Linked DNA regions of Sus scrofa: region 1 is linked to region 2. Evidence: chromatin contacts called from public Hi-C data. All regions are on one chromosome and are shown on one strand. The core of a region is the stretch at or near the end of the contact, and the rest is flanking DNA. Distances in the headings are between cores, read along the strand shown.

Evidence for each region. Hi-C and Micro-C count contacts between places; a contact is called where the count stands out from the background.
Region 1: a Hi-C map of retroperitoneal adipose tissue shows a contact between it and region 2, with 1.6 times the contacts expected there. The contact joins the enhancer-like site here to the promoter of SSBP3 in region 2. A contact is called at or near these places in 5 of 47 Hi-C or Micro-C datasets (liver, omental adipose tissue, retroperitoneal adipose tissue and 2 more) and 2 of 2 datasets of contacts at active chromatin or transcription factors (alveolar macrophages and skeletal muscle).

What each region holds. Positions count from the first base shown.
Region 1 is chr6:158,043,025-158,048,193 of Sscrofa11.1, forward strand. All of the region lies in intron 5 of SSBP3 (single-stranded DNA-binding protein 3), which reads left to right. Among named protein-coding and RNA genes, the nearest start is that of MRPL37, 98 kb to the right of the region's middle. Within about 2 kb of position 2,292, at least 5 of the 83 cell types and tissues checked have an H3K27ac peak or open chromatin away from gene starts, as enhancers often do. A contact at or near this core is called in retroperitoneal adipose tissue and subcutaneous adipose tissue, where this site is marked.
Region 2 is chr6:157,909,168-157,914,304 of Sscrofa11.1, forward strand. SSBP3 (single-stranded DNA-binding protein 3) reads left to right here and starts at 2,432. Exons shown (of 17, transcript XM_021096596.1): 1 at 2,432-2,580; 2 at 3,599-3,671; 3 at 3,895-3,956. The coding sequence starts at 2,525.

The DNA of each region.
Region 1 (5,169 bases), core at 1,042-3,541, 130 kb after region 2:
GCCTTCGCTGTGCTGCTGTGATGAACAGCGGAGCTTGAGCGTTGGCGAGGGGTGGTATGAAGGCTGGCAGGCAGGAGCGGGATGCGTCTTTGCTGCACTATCCATTTTTAGAGCAAGAGGCAGTCTTTGGCGGGGGATGGGGGTGGGATTCTCTGAGCAAGGTAGGCACCCTCCCTGTGTTCCCCGGGGTTGGCGTGGCTCTGGATCCTGGGTCTGCCTCTCCCACTTAGCACAGAGCTGGTCTCTACTGCAGCCGGGAGACGTCGGGGAGGGAGAAGGTGGGGCTGGAAACTCACATGGCAGGACTGGGTCTCAGACACCCTCGCCCGGCATTTGATCCCAGCTCCTGGCCAGCATTAAAAAGGGCTGGTTCTTGAGGGCTGGAGGGTGGCTTAGTGGGGAGCAGGTATGTACTCGCTGAGTAGGCAGCGAGAGCTGGCAGTTAGCACCCCAGACAGCTTGAACTCACTGTTCTCTGGTGTCCACAAGTCTGTTTCCACCTTGCAAGTGGACACGGAAACATCCCTGGAAAGGAGCAGAGTGGATGTGCCCTTCCTAAGACCTAGTGCTTACGGCCCCTCCCTTGCCTGAGCTCCCAAGGTTTATCACCCCACCCATCAGCCCGGAGGTCTCAGCCCCAGAGTCCCCATCTGGTACAGGAGACCCTCCAGCACCGCACCCCCTCCTGCCGCTGCCACAGCGACGCCGATCTCAGCCCGGAAGCCCCTTCTGTCTCTGCTCTGCCAGGGGACACCTGTGCCTCCCTCCACGACCTTGCCGCTCAGTGTGATTGTTCTGTAATCGCAGCCCCTCGCTCCTAGTGCACCTGGTCGCTGCCTCTGCTGATGCCGCTGTGGTGATGGTGATGCCTTGGTCTCTCCACACAGCCTGGGACTCTTTCGGGGAGGGTCAGAGTACTGCTTATGTTTGTGTCTCCAGCACTCAGCACGCACTCCCCCTCCCCAGGATGCTGGGACCCGCTGGCTGGATGCCCTGCCACGTAAGTTCTCCATATCAGTGCTTTTCCTGTGTTCCTGAAACAAGTGCTCAGATCTGTGGACACAGGGACAAACATCGACGCTTCAGCAGGGAGGCCCCACGGGTTTAATGCCTGGAGACAGCGTCCCCTCTCCTGTCCCAACCACAGCCATTCACGGTAGCCCTTTCCAGAGATGACCCTAGAGAATGCCTCCGAATTCACTGCATAGGAAAGGGTCAGACAACACCAACTTCCTGCAGGAACTCAGGTTGGAAATCAAGTCCCCAGAATGTTTTGTGCTGGCAAGTGAGGGAAGAGTGCATTTTCCAGCATTGCAGCGGGAATGAACTTGGAGAGGATGGTGAGCCAGGAGAGGGTCTGGGACCAACCAGCCAGACGTGAGGGCTGGTTATCGTGTTACAATAATGAAAAGTCATTTTGTTCAAGACCAGTGGCCCAGAAAGCAGAGCATTGGTCACATGGCATGTTCGTGGGGGAACCAGAACTCAGGTTTGCTGACCCCAGGTCCAGGAACCCTTTCTCTAGTCTTCAGTGGGATAAATTCTGGCTCTTCTAAATAATACTCTAGTGTCACTGGACTTCAGTTTTCTCCTTTGTAAAATGGGGTTAATTTTTGCTTCACTGACCTTATGAAAGAGATGGGAGGTTAAAATGAGAAGGTAAGATACGGTATTGTTTTGTTAAGACCTCCGTACCTCAGTATTTTTCCCTCTTCAGTCTTGAAAACCATTATGAAGCTCCAGGGTCAGCAGACTTTTTCTGCAAAGGGCCGGATGATAAATATTTTAGGCTTTGTGGGCCATCTGGTCTGTGTCACAACTATTCAGCTCTGTGGATAGAGCCTAAAAGCAGCCACGGACAGTACCTAAATGAGTGTGGCTGGGTTCCGATAAAACTTTATTTACAAAAACATGTGACTTTGGGCCCCAAGCCCTAGTGGGCTGACTTTCTGGGAGCTCAGCGTGATGGCCATGCCCTGGGCGTCCTCGTGCCAGCAGCGGACCCCAGCCTCCGCTCTAGGTGTGGTGCTGGGTGCCGAGCCTGGACCTGGGACCCGTGAGCCCAGGTCCCTGGAGCTCGGCCTCCCCGTCTGTGCGCGGGGCTGGGGCAGAGGCAGGGAGCAGCGTGGGGGATAGGCGGGGGGAGCCTGCATTAGGTCTTGGACGCCGCCTGTACTTTCATTTGCCATGTTTCCTCCCTTTGTTTTGAAAACGCTTGCCTGCTGATGCTGTGTCTCTGTCCCCGTGGGGCCTCTTGCGTGAAACATTCTCTGAGCGCCTCCTGCGGGTGTCCTGGCGGCCCCGCCAGATTCATAAGTGCGCAGGCTTCTTGCCACCTGCCCAGTGCGGTCCCTGCTCTTCGGAGAGAGGCGGGGGTGGCCAGCTGGGGCCTTTGCTCAGACAGAAATCGTGGAGTCTTTTCACAGATCTTGGCACAGAGTGGCCCCCGGCGGCTGTGAGGATTCTTGATGTTACACAGAGGTGACCCCAAGGGGGATGCATTGTATACTGTCCTGCTCCCTCTCCTGGCGACTTCCTCACCATCCCAGGAAGATGGGCCACCACCGCTTGCCAGACCCACTCGCCTCATGCGGTGCCCAAGGAGGGTCATGGTGGCTGAGGATTCGTCCCCTAGACGGCGGGCGGCCCCCAACTCTGAGCTTTCAGGGCCATGCCTGAGGCGGTGGCTCCACAGCCGGGTGTGGCCCAGCTCAGCCCCTTCTACCCAAGCTTGGTAATTGCAGCTCCACCTCTGGCCTGTACCTCCCGTGTTCACAATGCCGAAAGACGCCGCTTCCCCAGAGGGGGCAGATAGAAGCAGGATAGGGAGGCAGCCGTCCAAGCCGCTGCCAAGTACATTCCCATGGGTCGAAGTGAAGCCGTAACTTTTTCTGCTTGGAGCTGCCTGTCAAGGGGAGGGGGAGGTTAAAGCCCTCCCTCCCCTGGCCAGGTGGTCGGCCTCCTGCTGCAGGGAGGCTGTGGGTGGCGGCAGACCGCTTGATGGATGGGGGATGTCGGTGGCACGCGGACACACCTTGGCCCTCTCCCCAGAATGGGCTTACGGCATTTTCCATCAGCATTCGTGTCCAAGGAGCAAATTGGATTGTCTGTCGCATGCTTGTTACCATGTGTATAATTAATGTAATTTTATATTCACTCAATTACGGTGACACGCCCAACAGGCGGATTACACAGGCCACCAGTAATGCCAGTCGTCCGTCTCCCACTGCCAGTCCATGAAACCCACCCCAGCAGCCTTGCCAGAGCAGTGGCCACTGGCCCCAGGAGCTGGGGGGGAGGCGGGGATGTGTGGAGCCTTTTGTCGCTTGGCAACCTAAAACTTCAAGTCGGCTCTCCCCAAGGGCTTTCTGACTCAAGGCAGATGTGGCCTGGATGGTAACGACCGGGCATTCAGCCGTTCCGGAGCAGAGTGTCACCTGGACTCCTTGCCCCCCTTATGGAGGCGCAGCCCTGGCACCGGCATGCCAGCCGGACTCCAGCCCTGGTACCTTGGGCTTTCACAGCCGTTCAATGCCCCCGGCCCACTTCTGCACCCAGAAAGCCTGGGCTGTCTCCGCTCTGTTGCTCTGAGAGTCCATGATTTCCAGGCAGGTTGAAGAGAATGTGGAGTGGCATTTGATGAAGATGCCATGAGTTCTGTAAATACTAAACCTAGCACATAGCTTTTACTACCTTTCTCCTTAAAAAAAAAAAAAAAAAGAATTTTTTTTTTTTAACTCTGATTTTTCAATTTACGACACTGTCCTTCCCTAACTCCCAAAAGTCTTCAGCTCAGACGACCCGGTTGTTACTCATGTCCTAGTTTTTTAACCCAAAGGTGTTGTTAGAGGTACCCACCCAGGGACTGGCTGACCGTGGCCGTGGGGTCCGCTTGCTGGCCGAGCCTCACCGCCCTGCCCTGGACGTCCCCGTTGGGACTGTGTCACTGCCCTGGAGGAGCCCACACAGCATCCACAGAAAGGGCAGGATATCCAAAGAGGATGCAGGTGCTGGGAGGGCACCCGGCTGGGTGTAGACCAGCTCAGGCTTCACAGCGGAGGAGGTGGGGGCTTTCAGCAGGCCGAGGCAGGTGAGCCTGCCGAGTTAGTCTAGCCCCCGCTTTCCCCGTAAAGGGGCAGGAAGTGGCTGTGGAGCATGAGGCGTGGGGGCCATGGGAGACGGGGGACCTGTGCCTAGCGCCATCCGCTGTACCCCCTCCCTGCAGGACCCGTGGAAGATCCCCTGTTCCTTACGAGGAAACTGGACTCTCAGCATGTCCTGGGGGAGCTGGGGTGGATGCCAGGGTGGTGTTAGCATTGACGCTTTCCCCATCACACGCAGGCTTGTCCCCCAAGGCTGGCTTCAGGGAAAGCGAGGGGACTTAACCAGAAATGACCATGGGCGTGTCCTGCTGACGGTTCTGAGAGGCTGTTCTGCAGAGACCTCAGGTCCGCTGTGCCGTGGGAACACTCCGCTCCCCACCATGCTGATGAGGGCAGAGGGAGGTTCTTTCCTGAAACCATCAGCATCCAGAGTGTTAGTGGGCAGCCTGGTGTTTGCCTCCATCACACCCGGAGCAGAGCCTGAGTGGCTCTCGGGGGCTGCTGGATGTAGCATCACCCAGTGCTGAGTGGCAGGAAGAAAAACAAGGAAGTGCGGGGGTAGGTATCTCCGGTCAGAGACCTGGGGAACATCCGAAAGGAATGGCAAGTCTGTTAACAGGGTCTGGGGCAGACAGGAAGCGGGCACCTTTCCTGCTTCCTTTTCCCAGAGTCGGTGGCAGGGATTTCCCAAAGTGGGGCGTCCCCTCCATGCAGGTCTCCTTGCTATCACTGCAGTGCAGTGCGATGGAAAGAGTTCTCACCCCTCAGGGGACCCCAGTTCTCATCCCAGCTCCCTGTGGGCTTCTGTCCTGTGGCCACCCTGGCCCTCAGTTTACCTGTCAGCTTCTCTTGGAGCCTGTGGAAGTTGCAGCTGACCTGCCAGCCTGTTTGTCACCGTGTCCTCCTTCGTCCCAGCTAGTCTGGGAGCTTCCAGGGCCAGGACGAATCTGATATGCTTCTGTGACCCCTCCCTTCCCCCCAGGTGCCCGGGAGGTCAGCAGGCGGCATATGTGTGCAGGTGAGGCCTTCAGCCTCTAGAAGCATCGCTGAGGGCTTGTAGACCAGT
Region 2 (5,137 bases), core at 1,182-3,681:
TAGCCAGGACCTAACCCATACTCATGATACTCATAATTTGTGGGCCTTGCAGACCCAAGATGAGTCAGGCTTCTCTGTGAGTCAGTATGTTGACAAGCCAACCCTGGCCATTCCTAGTCCTTCAAAAATAGAAGTCCAGGGGAAGGGTATGAGCAGGCCAATTTAATTAGTGTGGGCTCTAAGGTACCTTAAGTTAGCCCTATTAAATTAAATGGCCTGGGGGAAAAAATAACTGTAATTATTTCCTTCTCTCCCCTATGCTTGTGTTTCAACTGCCTCTCAACCTCCATGCTTCTCTCATTCACAAAACAACCTTTAAACTAGGAGCTAACACCCAGACAACCAGAGACTGGGGTTCAGTGTTTCCCTTTTTCTGCCCCCTTTCCCTGCCTAGGTCATGGCAGAGAATAGAGTGCGTCCAGAGGCGTCAGTAGGGCTTGGCTGTATTCTAATTTAGGGAGGCTGTTACACTGAGTAGAACATTATTCCAAAAATGCACCCAGTCTCCTTCCTGAACCAATGCAGATCCGTTTGCTGCGGGGCATTTCTTTTTCAAGACCTCTTTTCTCTCCTCGACAGATTAAAATAAGCAAACTTTAATGGTAGTGAAAGATTCTTTATTTTGTTCTGAGTTCTTCTACTTGAAACGTGTTTTCCCCAGGACACTGACCTATCCTTTAATTGTTTGGTGCGAGGCATGTTAGGGGGAGGGGCGTTACTTGTTTATTGGAACAGCGCAGTTAAAAAAAAAAAAAATCAACCTAGGCTAACAGTTTCAAGGCTCCCCTAAAGATGTATCCAAACAGGCAGCCAATCAGCGCTTACACAGCTTTTTCTGCTTGACTCTTTTAAAGAGACAGTGCCGACAGTGTTTTATCGCATTTAAAGAGAACCGCGCTCTAAAAACAGTCTGAAAATGGGGGAGTCTTCCCCTGTTTCGTTGGTTTCTGGTCTCGAGAGTCTCTGGTGAGGGACACTCAGTGTGTCCTCGGGTTCTTGGCGTGGGCAGAAAGGAGTCAGCAGCAAATAGCTGGGTCACTCTGCCAGCCTCCCCCCCTCAATTTCCCATTGTACACCTGGGTCACTGACAATGGAAGCTTCCCCTCCCCCCACTCCTGACTCTCGTCTCCCACTCCCCAATTTAGCTCCATTTATTTGAAGTTTGCAGATTTCTGCGGCGCGCATCTCGCATCGCTGGGCGCCCAGGTGATGCCCTCCTACCCCGGGATAGCACCGTCTCCCGTGGAGAAGCCGAAGGGGTCTAACTTACTAGGGCGGGCAGACCTCCGAAATTTGGGAGCGATCACTCTGCCCTCTCTTAGCCCAAGTCCTCAGTACCTCCCTCCCGGGCTCCCTAAAGCAGGCCAAGGGCCATTTTCGCGCGACTCCACTTTGGGGTTTTCCAAAGTATTTTAATGATCTAGTAAAGGAGCAGCCGCGCGCCTCGGCGCCGGCTCGAGCCGCCCAGTTCGCAGCGTGGAGCCCCGGGCCCGGCGCTCCGAAGCCAGACTGGGCGAGGGAGAGGACAGGGGGCGGGGCAGCCGAGGGGGGAGGGTAGGAGTCTGGGGAGGGGGTCGGGGTCGGAGCCGGGGGTGGGGGTGGGTGGGGGACCGGCGAGGGGGAGGGGGAGATAAGGGCTGGGCCAGCGCAAGCTGCGGCGGGGGGAGGTGAGGGGCAGATAAGGGAGAGGGACGTGGCGGGAGGGAGCCGGCGGCGCTCCGCTCAGGGGTCCGCGCCCCCTCCCCTCCGACTCTGCCGCAGCGCCCCCCCTCGCCCCCCAGTGGTCCCAGCCTTGGAGAGCGCGGGTCGGGACCCCTCCTCGCAGGGGCTGGGAAACTAGACCTCCCCCGTCCCGATTCGTGTCCCCTCCCCACATCTACAGCAAAGAGAGGCTCGCGCCCCCGAACACCCCCGATTCGCTCGCAGGAGCAGGAACAGCGGCTCCTCGGAGGCGGCCGCAGCGGGGACTGCCGCGGTCGGGCGCTGACAGGGCGTCCCTCCCGGGCCGCCCCGGGCCCGCCCCCTCGTGCCAATTGGTCTAGGCGCCCATCAATCGCGGGACGTTGACGCCCGCCTAGCTCCCTCGCCCGGGTAGCCACGTTCGGTTGAGCTCCAAGTAGACCAGCGGCAGCGGCGGCGGCGGCAGCGGTGCTGGAGGCGCAGAGGGCGGCGCAGGCGGAGCCGGGCGGGCGGCGCGCGAGCGAGCCAGCGGGCAGCCGGGCCGACGGGCGAGCGGCGGCGGCGGCGGCGGCGGCACCGGCACCCCAGGCCGAGCCGGCGCGGGAGGAGTTCCAGGGCAATGGGGCCGCGGCCGGGGCTGACGCTTTGACAGCTGGAAAGAGCGCGGAGCCAGCGCCTGGGGGGGAGGGAGGGGATCGCGGCTAGGAAAGCGCGAGCGAGTGAGCGAGCGAGCGCCGGGGAGGGGGCCGGGAGCGAGGGGGCAGCTCGGGAGCAGCCGGAGCGGTAGCGGCGGCGGCGGCGGCGGCGGCGGCGGCGAGGCTCGGCGCCCTCTTCTCTGCAAAACATGTTTGCCAAAGGCAAAGGCTCGGCGGTGCCCTCGGACGGGCAGGCTCGGGAAAAGTAAGCCCTATTTTCCAAGTGGCGGCCGCGCTGCCGCCGGGCTGCGGGCGGGTGGTGGGAGGCAGGTGGGCGGGCGGGGGCTGCTGCGTCCCGGGCCCCGGGCCCCGGCACCGCCTGCCTGGCCCCTTCCCGAGGCCGCGGCGGGCGGCGTGGGAGAGCCCATTGTTGGGAGCCGGCGGAGGTTGGGGCATCGGGGGGCGCCGCCGGAGGATGGGGTACTTGGGGGCCGCGGGGCGTGCCGGGCACGAGGGCCTGCGGTGAGGGGTGGGCGAGGTCCCGTGAGCGAGCCTGGGCGCCCACCCAAGCCGGGGCGCTCGCCGCGGTGGCCGCACTTTGCCCACCGGGCGCGGGCAGAGGGCGCGTGGCTTCTGCAGCCCCGAAGGCTCCTTTTGTCCGCCCGCGGCGTGAGGAGTGCGTGCCGGGGGCTTTGTTCGGCCGGGAGAGCTCTCCCTTCCCTGCCCTCGGCCTCGCCGCCGGCCCCGGGCCCTCCGGGGCGCCGGGCTGGGTAGGGACGGCGGCGCCGGCTTGGCTCCAAGCTTGGGGGACAGTTGTTTTGGGGGGAGGTGGTGAGGGTGGCGCTTTGCTGTCCTCTCCGGAGCGCGCGGAGCACCCCAGAGTCCCGGACGGAGTCTCCCCGACTCTCACACCTGGAGACAGGGTGGCAAGGAGTGGGTAGGGAAAAGAAGCGAGGCTCTGGGGGTCGGATGGCTTGCGAGTTTGAGAGATCTCGGTGGGTTTGGCTGCGACGCTGCTTGGAAGTTCAAGTTCGGGGGCTGCTCTTCAGCCTCTGCGTTTTGAAGTAACGCCTCTCCTGGTCCCCATCCCCTAGCTGTTCGCACCCGTGGCTCCGGGCAGGGTCGAGGTAGCTGCTCACCTCTGGTTGGGGCCACAATGGGCCAGCGTAGACAGGGCTGGGAGCCGGCCGGCAAGGTCCAGGAGCGAGCACCCGGTGTGATCTGACGCCTTCCCTCCCTCTCCCTCTCTCTCTCTCTCTCTGTGCCCCCTGCCCACTTTCCAGGTTAGCTTTATACGTCTACGAATATTTACTGCATGTAGGAGCACAGAAATCTGCACAGACCTTCTTATCGGAGGTGAGTGGAACTTCCCCCCTCATCCAATTTCTTGACACCCCCTCGTCCCCACTATTCTTAAAGCCTTTGTTTTCTGGAGCAGCCACTGTGGCCACCATTTTGAATTTTTATCACCTTTTGGCATTTATTGTTAGTTGGTCCTCACAGCCTTTTGGCTCCGGGAAGCCCCCAGCCCACCCCTTCTCTCTGCTCCTCTAAGCTGTCTCTGCTCTCTCCCTTCCAGATTCGATGGGAAAAAAACATCACGTTGGGAGAACCGCCTGGGTTTTTGCACTCGTGGTGGTGGTAAGTTTGTGTGATAGTTGTGTGTGTGTTTGTTTTGTTCCGAGGCCCAGGTCTAAGTGAACAAAGACGTGCGGTCTGGAGCAGACCCCCCCCTTCCCATGCCTTAGCCCTCAGCGTCACCCAGAGCAGGGCACCCCTGGGTTCTCAGGCCTGGCCTGGCAAAGGGGGAAGAGGGCAGAGGAGGTCGGTGCCTAAAAGTTTTTGCCTCCTCTGTCCCCTCCTGTTGAGAATCTACTGAATCGTGCGTGGTGCTCGGGCAGAAACTCCTGACTTGTACATCGCACTCCGAGGCACTAGGCAGAGGCTTGGAAAAAACCTGGAAGGATTTTTGTCAATTCTGCATGCTGCTTTAATTAGAGGGAGCGGGGGCGGGGCCGGGCGGAGGGGGTACCAGGTCTGTTTAACAACTGGCCTGGCTCTTCCTTTTTCTCCTTGGAGCTCCTACCTTGAGAGAAAAACCTTTGGGGACCTTTTCAGGCACCCGGAGAAAAAGCGAGAAGGGGTTGCCCCTTCTTTTAAAAGATGTTGATTATACCGATGGCAGCCCCCTCCTCCCCCCACCCCATCAAGTTTCGTTTTACTGAGCACCTGGCTGAGTGCCTGTAGTTGGTAGCGGGGGCTCCCCCTTGTCTGTGACCCTCTCCCAGGCCCCTGGGCCCTGCCCAGGTGAGACCAACCACCGGTCTGCTCTCCTTTTGCAGCCCCGCGGGAGGGAAGCTCAGGGTCAGCTGGCGCGAGTTGCTGCGAGCTGAAGACTTGGGTGTTTTGTGGGACCGATCGGTGGAGTCTTTGACATCCTTTTCAAAAGGAAAAGAGAGCAGACCGGCTTTTGATATCTTGGTGGAGTGCAGGGAACTGAACTGGTGCCCTGTCTTGGGCTCTGAGCGCGTTTACCTGACTGCCAGCTCAGGTTCCTGTTTCAAGTGTCTTTGAAATGCAGGGGGATGAAGTGTCTGTTGTAACTTGCGCAGAGAAAATGAGTTTTTAATTACTTCTGCCGACCTCGGAACTGCCTGCCGGGAGTTGGAGGCGTTTGGTGTGGCGTGAGGATCCTCCCGTGGGAGTGGGTGGTGGGCTTGCTGGGGTCGGTCGCCTGGGAGCGGAGTTTGTGGTTGGGGCTCGTGGGTCTGGCCATCACGGCTTTTGCAGAAACTGAGGCTCCTGAGTAAAAGTTTCTCAGA